Linked DNA regions of Sus scrofa: region 2 is linked to region 1. A link is a contact called in public HiChIP or PLAC-seq data. All regions are on one chromosome and are shown on one strand. Each heading gives the region's core, a stretch centred on a gene start, on an enhancer-like site or on the middle of the called end of the contact. The rest is flanking DNA. Distances are from core to core; before and after follow the strand shown.

Region 1 (5,093 bases), core at 1,560-4,059:
AATTTTTTTACCCATTAGATAACAGTAATGCAGAGCTGCAATTCTCCAGATATGACCACCAAAAGTGTCTCCAGGGTATTGCCAAATATCTTATGGGGACAAAATCATTGTCCCCACTTGAGAACCATTGCACTAGCTCAAAGACTACAAAACCAGGCCTTTTGTGCCTCACCAATTCTTTTTTTTTTTTTTTTTTTTTCTGCTATGCCAGCGGCACATGGAAGTTCCAAAGCCAGGGATCAAACTTGTGATACAGCAGTAACTCAAGTCACAGTAGTGACAATGCTGGATCCTTAAACCACTGCGTCCCCAGGAAACTCCTGCCTTGCCAATTCAAATTGTCCCCTTGACCCCATAGGGGTCTCTACTTACCCTACCACCAACATAAAATATAGACATTCCTGGAGTTCCCACTATGGCACAGTGGACTAAAATCCCCTGCAGTGGCTTGGGTTGCCGTGGAGATGTTGGTTTGCTCCCTGGCGCTGCACAGTGGGGTAAAGGATCTAGCATTGTGACAGCTGTGGCTCAGACTCAGTCCCTGGCAGAGGAACTTCCATATGCCATGGGAGCAGCCGTTAACAAACAAACAAAAAAAGACACTCTTAAATGCCCTCACATCCTTCATGTCCAAAGCCCCTGAACATTGTCTAGAGTTCTTCTGAACCATATGCAGCCAATTTGGCTGAGAGGAGAGAAGCTGGTGCTGGTAACTTTCCCAGCCTTTACTGACATGGATGTTCATGCTTGTCACTTTTAGTGTATGTTCGGTTCATGGTGTTTCGAATTCTGAAGCTCATAAATGCCCCCAGTTTCTTTGTCGACTACCCTCGCTCTGCAACCCCATGCTCCCCCATGAATATTGTTTCAACCACAATTTTAATTAAATGTTTATCCTGGCTTGCAATTGTTTTTCTCATTTGGCATTTAAATATACAATTATGATCCAGGCTCAAAATATTCCAGATATCCTAATTACAGACAATTAATTAAAACTGGAGGAAGGGATTTATATAACAGGAAAAAAAAAACTTCTAATTTATCCCACATATTAGCTCAAATAAATTTTAGTTTTATGCCTCTTAATATATCCAAGTTGCCCAGTGTTCAAAGCACCAAGGAAAATGGGCAAAGGGAATGGTTTCCTCTAGTGAAAAAGTATTCTTTTTTTTTTTTTTTTTTTTTTTTTTTTGCTTTTGAGGGCTGTACCCGCGACATATGGAGGTTCCCAGGCTAGGGGTCTAATTGTCTAATTGAAGCTACAGGTGCCGGCCTATACCACAGCCACGGCAACACCAGATTCTTAATTCACTGAGCAAGGCCAGGAATCGAACCTGGAAACTCATGCTTCCTCGTCAGATTTGTTTCCACTGCACCACAACGGGAACTCCTGAAAAAGTATTCTTAATGAATTTTTCTTTGTGAAAAACTCTGGTAAATGGATTTACCACTACTAGATTCACATAAGTAAGCATCTTACTCTCTGCTGGCCTATTTCACTTTTAGTCAAGGTGCTGAGTGTTTGTGAGCCTAGGGCTCTTTAAAAAGGATCTTTTTTTTTTTTTAATTTTTAATTTTTTTTTTTTTTATTTTAATGGCCAAACCTGTGGCTTATGGAAGTTCCCAGGTTAGGGGTCAAATTCAAACTACATCTGCAAACTTTACCACACCTTGCTGCAATGCCAGATCCTTAACCCTCTGAGGGAGGCCAGGGAACAAACCTGAACCCTCATGGATAAATGTGAGATTCCTAACATGCTGACCCACAACAGGAACTCAAGGAACTCTTAATCTGCCATGGTATTTCCCTGGTTTGTATCATTCTCAACATGGAGGAATTAAAACAAAGTACCTTAGTTGTCTACAAGTAATTGGACCCTTGAAGACAGCCAAAGAGGTACTTAGTGGCCAAAAAGGCCCTTAATCAAAAGCACTTTATCTACACCTATCAAACAGCAATCACAAAGAAGGCAGCATAGCTTTAAATTGGTGACTTAAATCCTAGACTGAAGACTTTTAGGGAATTGGTCCACAAGTCTTAAGAGTGGAATACCCCAAAAGGAAGACTTGGTCTCCAAACCACTGAGCCCCAGTTCTGCCTGTTATTCCTTCTTTATGGATATAGCAGCATGTCCTTGAGTGAGTTTCTCAAAGTTTTCACATCATATTTATAAGAGAAAATCCTGTTTAAAAAGACCCAAAGTATTGTGTGTATATATATATATATATATATATAACACACACAAGCGCCCCCCTCCCCCAGACATTTCCAAATTTTCTCTATTGGAAGAAACACACACACACACACTCTCACAGGCACAGAAGGCATCTCAACAGAAGGAAAGAGAATAGACACTTGCATGACACTATTTTGAACACATTGCAATATTACGTTATGTTAGTTTTCTTTCTTCCTTTTTTTTTTTTTTTTTTTTTTTTTTTTTTTTTTTTTTTTTTTGCTTTTTAGGGCCACACCAGCGGCGTAAGAGGTTCCCAGGCTAGGAGTCGAATCTGAGCTGTGGCCACTGGCCTACACCACAGCCACAGCCATGCCAGATTCCAGCTGCGCCTGTGATCTACACCACAGTTCACAGCAACAGTGGATCCTGACCCTCAACCCACCACTGATCCAGGTCAGGGATCGAACCCGCGTCTCCATGGATACTAGTCAGACTTGTTTCCCCTGAGCCACTAGGGAAACTCCTCATTTGTTCAATTAATTGCAGTACACTCAAGACAATCTTATCCAAAGCTCATGTATCAAAATCTTATTTAGTTTAGATGATTGAAAATTCAGGGATCTAATCTGTCACAGTCTCTTTGAATCAATCAACAAACGAAAATGCCACAAACTTTAATACATTTGCTAATGATATTAGTTTACGTGGTTACCTTGCTCTTATAATTTCCACCCTTTCCCCAACCCCCATCACCATAAACCATTTAGCGTCTAAGGGTTCGCAATTTTGCTAACAGTTGTTCAGAAGAACAAGCTGGCCTCTGAGTACAGATAAAGAGCTAAAATGTGTAGGGTGGGACTAACTCTTAAGACCTCAAAAAAAAAAGGAGCTGTTTGGAACCACAATTCCACACTCGGGCCTCGGCTGGGAGGGAGAGAACCTCTGCACGTGGGTCAGTAGGATTTCCCCGCCCGAGCGATCCTCCCCGCAGCAGGCAGGTCGGTTCCGAGAGCGCAGGCGTGAACCCGGAGCGGCTTCTCTGGAGACCAGGCGGAAGCGGCGGCGAGCAGAGCTGCGGTTGGCCGCCCGGGCGGGATGGAGAAGCAGGGGGTGGAGCCCGAGGAGGAAGGCAGCCGTGACGAGGGAGAGGACGCGGTTCGGGCCATGGAGCGGCCGGAGGCGGGGGCGGCATGTAGCTCGCCGGGTTCGTCCGGGCCTGAGGAGCCCGACGGCCTCGCTTGGTGTAAATTAATAGGGCGGGGCGGGGCGGGGCGGGGCGGGCGGTCGCCCGGGGCGGCGGCGGCGGCGGCGGCGGCCGTTGGGGTGCGACCGTCCCCGCCCCTTTCAGGTCCTTTCGTTTTCCCCGCACCGCCGAAATAGCTTCCCTTTGCTGCCTGGTGTTTGGAGGCGAAAACCCCCAAAAGGGCTGGCTTTGCCTAGGAGTAGGGTGGGCGCAGCAGTGTTAGTCCAGGGTGCATTTGTGATCCCTCAAACAGCCCCGTGAAAGCCAGAGAGGCCCCCAGGCGCTTTAGGTTGCAGAAGCGGGGAACCTTGTCGCCCGCTTGGCAAAACTCGGGCCTGGCCTCAGCCGGGATGGGAGGAGATGGCTCAGCGCCGAACCCGGGACGAGGCACGTCTGCTGTGGCCGCCTCTCCGGTGACCCAAGTACAGCTCTTGGGCCCTACCTTGTACCTCCCCAATCCCAGGGCCTGAGGTCAGGGCTCTCATTCCTTGCTCCCCCTGTCCCTTTTTAAAAACTTTAATTTTGGAATAGTTTTAGATTTGCCAAGAGAGGCACAAATAACTTTAATATCTTCATTTGTCAAAACTAAGAAGTTTTAACATTAGCATGGTGCTATTAACTAAAGGACAAGCATTATTCAGATTTTACCAGTTTTTCCCTGTTTTACCAGTTACTTTCCTGTTCTAGGATCTAAACCAGAATAGCACATTGCATTTAACCTGCCTTGTATTTAACTGGTGCTTAGAGCTGGCATCTCTTCTGCCCCCTCCCTCAGTTCGTGAACTACTTTTTAAAGTCCGGGAAATATTTACTCAGTGTTCCAATTTAGCAAGTATTGGTGGTCTGTTATATGCCAGGCTCTGTTATAGGTATGGGGTAACCAGAGTTTAACCAGATAATCCTGATCTTATATGGGAGTTAAATATAGTGTACTGGTTCTGTCTTCTGCTATTTGTATTTCAGATTATTTTTTTAATTTAAGGATGTGCCGCTTAGAATAGTTTTTAAGTTGGTTGAAAATCAGTGTTTAAACCTTTCTACCCCTTTCAATTTACTCTTAAGTTTTACTATAAACTTCCAAGTGCTAGGATTACCTCTGGAATCTTCTATCATTGATCATTTTTTTCCCTTAAATTTATAACTATCCTGAGAAAAATAGAGCACACAAAGAACTTCTAAGTAAATAAACAGGACTGAAAACCGTATGTGGCTGGAGTTTCTGTCATGCCTTTATAATTTTTAGATGCTTGGCACATGTAATAAATCCAGGGGAAAAACTTTTAAAATCACTCAGCATTCTTCTTTCTCTGTTGCCATGTTTTACGGAACTGGTCTTTGCTCAGAATTAATAAGCAGCCTGAATGTATTTTTGTATTTCTTTGCATATTGTGCAGCAGTTCATGATCAAGTGGTGCCAGCAGGAAGTTCATCTAGAGTCATAGTACATGTGGATCTGGATTGCTTTTACGCACAAGTAGAAATGATCTCAAATCCAGAATTAAAGGGCAAACCTTTAGGTAATTTTGGACTTTGATATTATTTTCATTGTATAATAGGATTCGTTATTCACTATTCTGATTTATTAACTGTATTAATAAATGTTGGAAGCAGTTCTACAACAGTAGACAGTAATCTGCTTCACTACCAGGTATAAACTTTATAAGCCTCAT
Region 2 (5,048 bases), core at 2,468-4,967, 68 kb after region 1:
ATTTGGTTTTCTCAATAATACATGATGATATGATGGCATTAATGTGATATCACAAGCAATAAATCAACAACTATTAAAAATAAGGTTAGAAATGTCAGCACACTTTCCTTTAGTGTACTTGTATTTGAAATAAGAGGATTCTCAAAAATATCCTTAAAAGCAGCTAACAAAAAAAAATTACATATATTAGCAAGAGAAATATATTGGGGAAATAAACTTTAAGTGGTTCATTCAATGGAAGGGTGAAGTGTTTAAAAGACCACAAAATACTGTTAGCAAGAAAATATAAATCTATTTTTACATTCTTGAGGCAGAAATTTCCTGTCTTAGTGAATTATTCACAAGAAGTGATTTTTTTTCCCTTGATTGTCTTCAGGTTTGAAAATTAGGTGGTACATGTTGCTCTACTTTATTAATATCATATTTCAACCAAGTGACTTTATAATTAATTTCTATTTCCTGATCTCTGTCAAATAATATTTCCTAGCTAATGAAGTAGTACTGAATTCTAGATACACCAGTGCCATTGAATTTAAAACAATGACTGTAAATAGGAACGTGTACTCACAGATTTCCATGGAATTTTTTAGAAGCCTTGCTGGCAACGGTTATCTTTTTCTCAAAGGGGAATAAAAATCCATAAATAAATTAGCTGTCAGATACAGGAAAGAAATGAAAAAATAAAATAAAATAAAACAAAAGAAAAAACTTGCTTTTTTTGGTTTGTAAAAGAAAATATTTTTAAAAATGTCTTTGCAATGAATTGTTTCTTGTTAAAAAAAACAAACTTTTGGAACATATTTGTTTTCTTACTGAAGTCTTATTCAGTTTCCAGCCTGATGTATCTTGATAGTAACCTAAAATTTCTTGTGCAGTTTGTTGGGCAAGGGCCTTATAGTCCATCTACCTGCAAAGTTTTAAAAACAAATGACTGGTAAGAATTTAATCATGCAAAATGTTAAAAAATGCTGTAGTATAGTTTAATACTATTTCTATAATGCAATGAATAATAATTACTTTTAGAATGCATGCATCAATCTCTTTTTATTCACAGTCTTTCAAATGAGGGCAAAGACCAGGCTTTCGAGACAGAGACCAAGGTCAAATCCCATCTCTGACACTGACTAATTGTGACTTGTGTTATTTAACATTTGTTTCCCCACTTTCTCAAGTTGTAAAAAAGGGGTAATGCCTAACCTCGTAGTACTGATGTAAGGATTAAATGAAATAGTGCACTTAAGTATCTTATTTCTTTGCCTGCAACATAATAGTTATCCAATAAATCATAATTATTCCTAACAGTTAAATCATGCTTCCTTTCTCTTGTAAAGCATCATAATCTGTTGATCATATGTTACTGGGAATTCATTCTTTTAAAGTGAGTGGCAGTGGTACTAAATGATCTGACCCCTGGCTCCCTCTCCAAAGACAAATCCTGTCTCTTTCTCTCCCACATAGCTCCAATCATATTGGCTGTTCCTCAAATACAACCAAGCAATTTCCTACCTCAGGGTCTTTGTACTCGCTGTGCCCTTTGCTTGTAATGTTCTTCCCCAATATGTTGGGGACTGACTCCTCTTCATTGGCGTCTTGCTTAAATGTTACTTCTTCAGACTCCTCTTCATTGGCGTCTTGCTTAAATGTTACCTCTTCAGAAAGGATCAGGTTCCCATCAATTCAATTCAAATACATTTACTGATCCTTGCCAAGGGTTAGGTATTGTGGTAGGTGTGCAAAAAGCAGTTGAGTAAGATACTGTTTCTGCTTTGAATGAGCTCAGAAAGCTGGAGTCTCATTGGTCCTTTAGCACATCACCCAGTTTTGAGTTAGGGGAAGTAGGCTGGTATGGTGGAAGGAATGTGACAACACAGGGCTGGATTCAAACCTTGGCTTTGTCACTCACCACCAGCTTTATCATTTTTGGTAAACTGCTTAACCTATGAACTTCAATTTTCACTTCTATAGATAGGGAATAGTAATACCTATCTCATGGGGTCATTATAGGGATTAATCTACCTTTTAAAAAACTCTCCAAAGAGCTGCCTCAATAAACCTTCTTAAAATTTATTTAAGGATTCGTGTCTTCCTTAGCTCTTACCTAAAGGTCTTTAGGTTGGATCATAAATCTATTTTCTCATTTAATTTTCCAACAAGGCATGACACCCAGTTGACATCTATTGAAAAGCATTATAATTCCTCCTTCCTAGTAGATTCTTTGTTTCTTTACCTTTTCTAGTAGATCTAGTCCAGAATTTTAATAATTATTGGGACTCCTCTCCAAATCCCTGTAGAGATCTCCATATCTCTTAACCTGTGAAGGAACAAAGTGGAAGCAGAATTATTTTGATTTGTGGATTAGGTCAATATTGTTGGTAATTTCCTTAATATTTTCTCAGTGTCCTTATTAGGACATAAATATTTGCTGTGTTTCCTTGACATAAGAAAAAGGTAGCTTTAAGAAACTATTTTTTAAAAGGACAGGTTAAAAAGACACTTAGGTAGAATGTAGATTAATAAATCTAAGTGTTTAAGCTCATGCCATTACCAGTCCTTGGCTGGTTCCTGACCTGGCCTTGTCCCAGCAAATATAACACAGTTCTTTACTGCCTATAAGCTACAGACTTGACACTGACCAAGAAATTGCAAATTTTTGAACATACCACTAGAATGTAAACATCCTGCAGGGACTCTGTCTGATTTTCAAACCATTAACTCTACTTACTGCTACAAAAAATATGTGTTTAATTTAACCATTCCACTATCACTTTATAACTTCTGGACTTCACTTGCTAAGAAAAAAAGGTAAGGTTAAGCTTGGTAGGCTAGAGAAGGCGAAGAGAAGAGCAGAGCCAACAGCAAGACTACAATTGTGTTTACCTGGTGATGCAACATCGGATGGGTTGGAACATAGTCAGATGGAGTAAGGGTGAAGGATATCTTCACCCATAAGGTCAATGGAAAATAAACACAAACCAACATTGTGATGGCATCTTTTTCTGGTAACACCACTCGGTTGAAACTGGATTCTTCGCATCTCATATTCCGCCTTGTAGACAGGTTCACACATGTTGTTAAGTGGGTCTTTTACATCTGTTTGTATAATCACCCTCTTTCTAGGCTGCCTGATTGGTCCCCAATCCCTGAGGGGTCACTGCCATTCTTCCCTGGGAATCAAGGTTCCCAAGGAGTCTAAGTCCCATCTCAGGCAGAACTCTCTCCTCCAGCCCAGCGTCTGCTTTGAAAGTTAGGGGCCGGCTGGAGGGTCGGGCTCAGGGATGGGGCTGAGGACTGAGGGAAAAAAAGGGCCGGGGTAAGTGCCCGCGAGACGAGTCGGTGTCTTCTTTGGCGGGGGGGAGGGGGGGTGTGCTCTGAAAGCCGGGAAGCCGAGCGTACAAGAAGGACTTCGGCGGTGGGGCTGGCTCTTAACGACCTAAACGGCAGCGGCCGGGGTCCCAGGTCTCGACCGCCACCCCATCTCATCCTCTCAAGAAGTCCCGGGAAACTGGTCGAAAGAAGCTCAGCTGGTCATCTGCGCAGACAGTCCTAACCCATGAGGCCAAGGGCGTGCGCTGTAGAGACTCAGCTGTAGTTCAGGCCCTCCCCACCCCGGGAAGACAAGGAGGGAGAAACTACGCTTCCCAGCTGGGAGAGCGAGCTAACAGCCCGCCTCGCCCCGCCTCTCGGCCCTCGTGCCCGCCCCCGGGCCCGGCGGCCCCAGCCCGAGTGCCACGCATGCGCACCGCAAGCCAGCGCCATGTTGGGTCAGTTTGAAAGCGAGCGCGGGCGTCTCCCTCGGCTGTGACGGCGGAGGAATGTGCTAGCGAGACGAACCTGAGGCTGGGCGGCGTCCAGGTAGGCGTGCTTTGTCGCGTCTCCTGTCTGGTCACAGGCCAGGGCTTTCTGGGGAGAGTGGTGAACTCGTCCGCATTCTTCTCTTTTTAAAGGGCCTTCATCGGTGAGCTCAGCCCGAAAAGGGGGTGTCTTGTCGAGAGGCGCCCCATTCTTCGACAGCCCGAAGGGAAAAGGGGTTCAGGGCAGGATGGCGGGGAGGAGAGAGGAAGACGTCTACCGAGGTGGGCGCGGAAGGAGGGTCCCCGCGGAAAGCGGCAACTTTAGGGGAAGGTCTTGGACGCGACGAAAGGGACCTGGCATGGAGCTGGGGGAATTTTGGCCATTACAGCGGGAGGGCAGCGAGGTTCTTGGGCATTAGGGCTGTCACCTCGAAAAAACACTGTCCGGCAACGGCGGCGCCCCCTCTTGCTGTCTGATAACGGATTTGTGAGAAGCCACCACCCGGGATGCTGGAATCCAAGTGGGAGGTGTTTCCTGGTTAAGGACGGAAGCTTTGAAGCCAAAGATGCTCTGCTGCAGGCGCACCAGCGATCTTCGCTTTTCAGGATCTTTAATGCTTGTCTTTTTAAAGCAGAGCAAACACGCGTTCAGTTTCGTAACTTAAATCACAAAGCTGGTATTTCTAAGGGTTGTTCTTAATTTCCTGTGAGCTATTCCCATCGGTTATTTAACGCTCTACGTTCTGTTTTTGAATCAAAGGTAGCAGAAACCTCTGGCCACTCGTTTAACATTCTGTCCGTCAGAATGATGGGTTTCCTTTTAGAGATACAAACGGAAGTGTTTACGGAAGAAATGGTAAGATGTAGGGAATTTGCTTCCAAATAATTCTGTGGCGGAAGTGGGGAGAAGAGGATGGAGAATAAGTTTGGGTGTGTTTGGTAATTGAAGCAGGATGCTGGGTGCATAGGAGTTGATTAAACTATTCTTTCTTTTGTGTACTTTTGGAAACTGTGCACAATAAAAATTCAATTGTTGATTTTCTTTGCCTCCTGTGAGTTAAAATGTTATTACCCACTTACTGAGAACTGTAATCCAACAGCTTCCCCTTTTAGAGTTTTGTTTTTTGTTTTTAAGGTTTTGTAAAATAAAACTAAAATTGGTAACCTGTACTGTGTTTGAATAAGGGAGGAAACGTTTGGTCAAGTTTGTTATCCAAGCAATATTTACCGGAGAAAATTTGAAATCATTAGTGAGAG

The links. HiChIP or PLAC-seq counts read pairs in DNA pulled down with a chosen protein or histone mark.
Region 2: a contact with region 1 is called in an H3K27ac HiChIP or PLAC-seq map of alveolar macrophages. The contact joins the promoter of C1H18orf54 here to the promoter of POLI in region 1. A contact is called at or near these places in 1 of 5 promoter capture datasets (liver), 5 of 47 Hi-C or Micro-C datasets (fibroblasts, heart right ventricle, liver and 1 more) and 2 of 2 datasets of contacts at active chromatin or transcription factors (alveolar macrophages and skeletal muscle).

Annotation. Positions count from the first base shown.
Region 1 is chr1:103,790,970-103,796,062 of Sscrofa11.1, forward strand. It overlaps POLI (DNA polymerase iota), which reads left to right and starts at 2,810. Exons shown (of 10, transcript XM_021093321.1): 1 at 2,810-3,423. The coding sequence starts at 3,276.
Region 2 is chr1:103,857,862-103,862,909 of Sscrofa11.1, forward strand. It overlaps C1H18orf54 (lung adenoma susceptibility protein 2), which reads left to right and starts at 3,718. Exons shown (of 10, transcript XM_021093367.1): 1 at 3,718-3,852; 2 at 4,552-4,647. STARD6 (stAR-related lipid transfer protein 6) reads right to left here and starts at 3,653. Exons shown (of 8, transcript XM_021093376.1): 1 at 2,878-3,653; 2 at 1,507-2,311; 3 at 814-907; 4 at 569-618. The coding sequence starts at 903.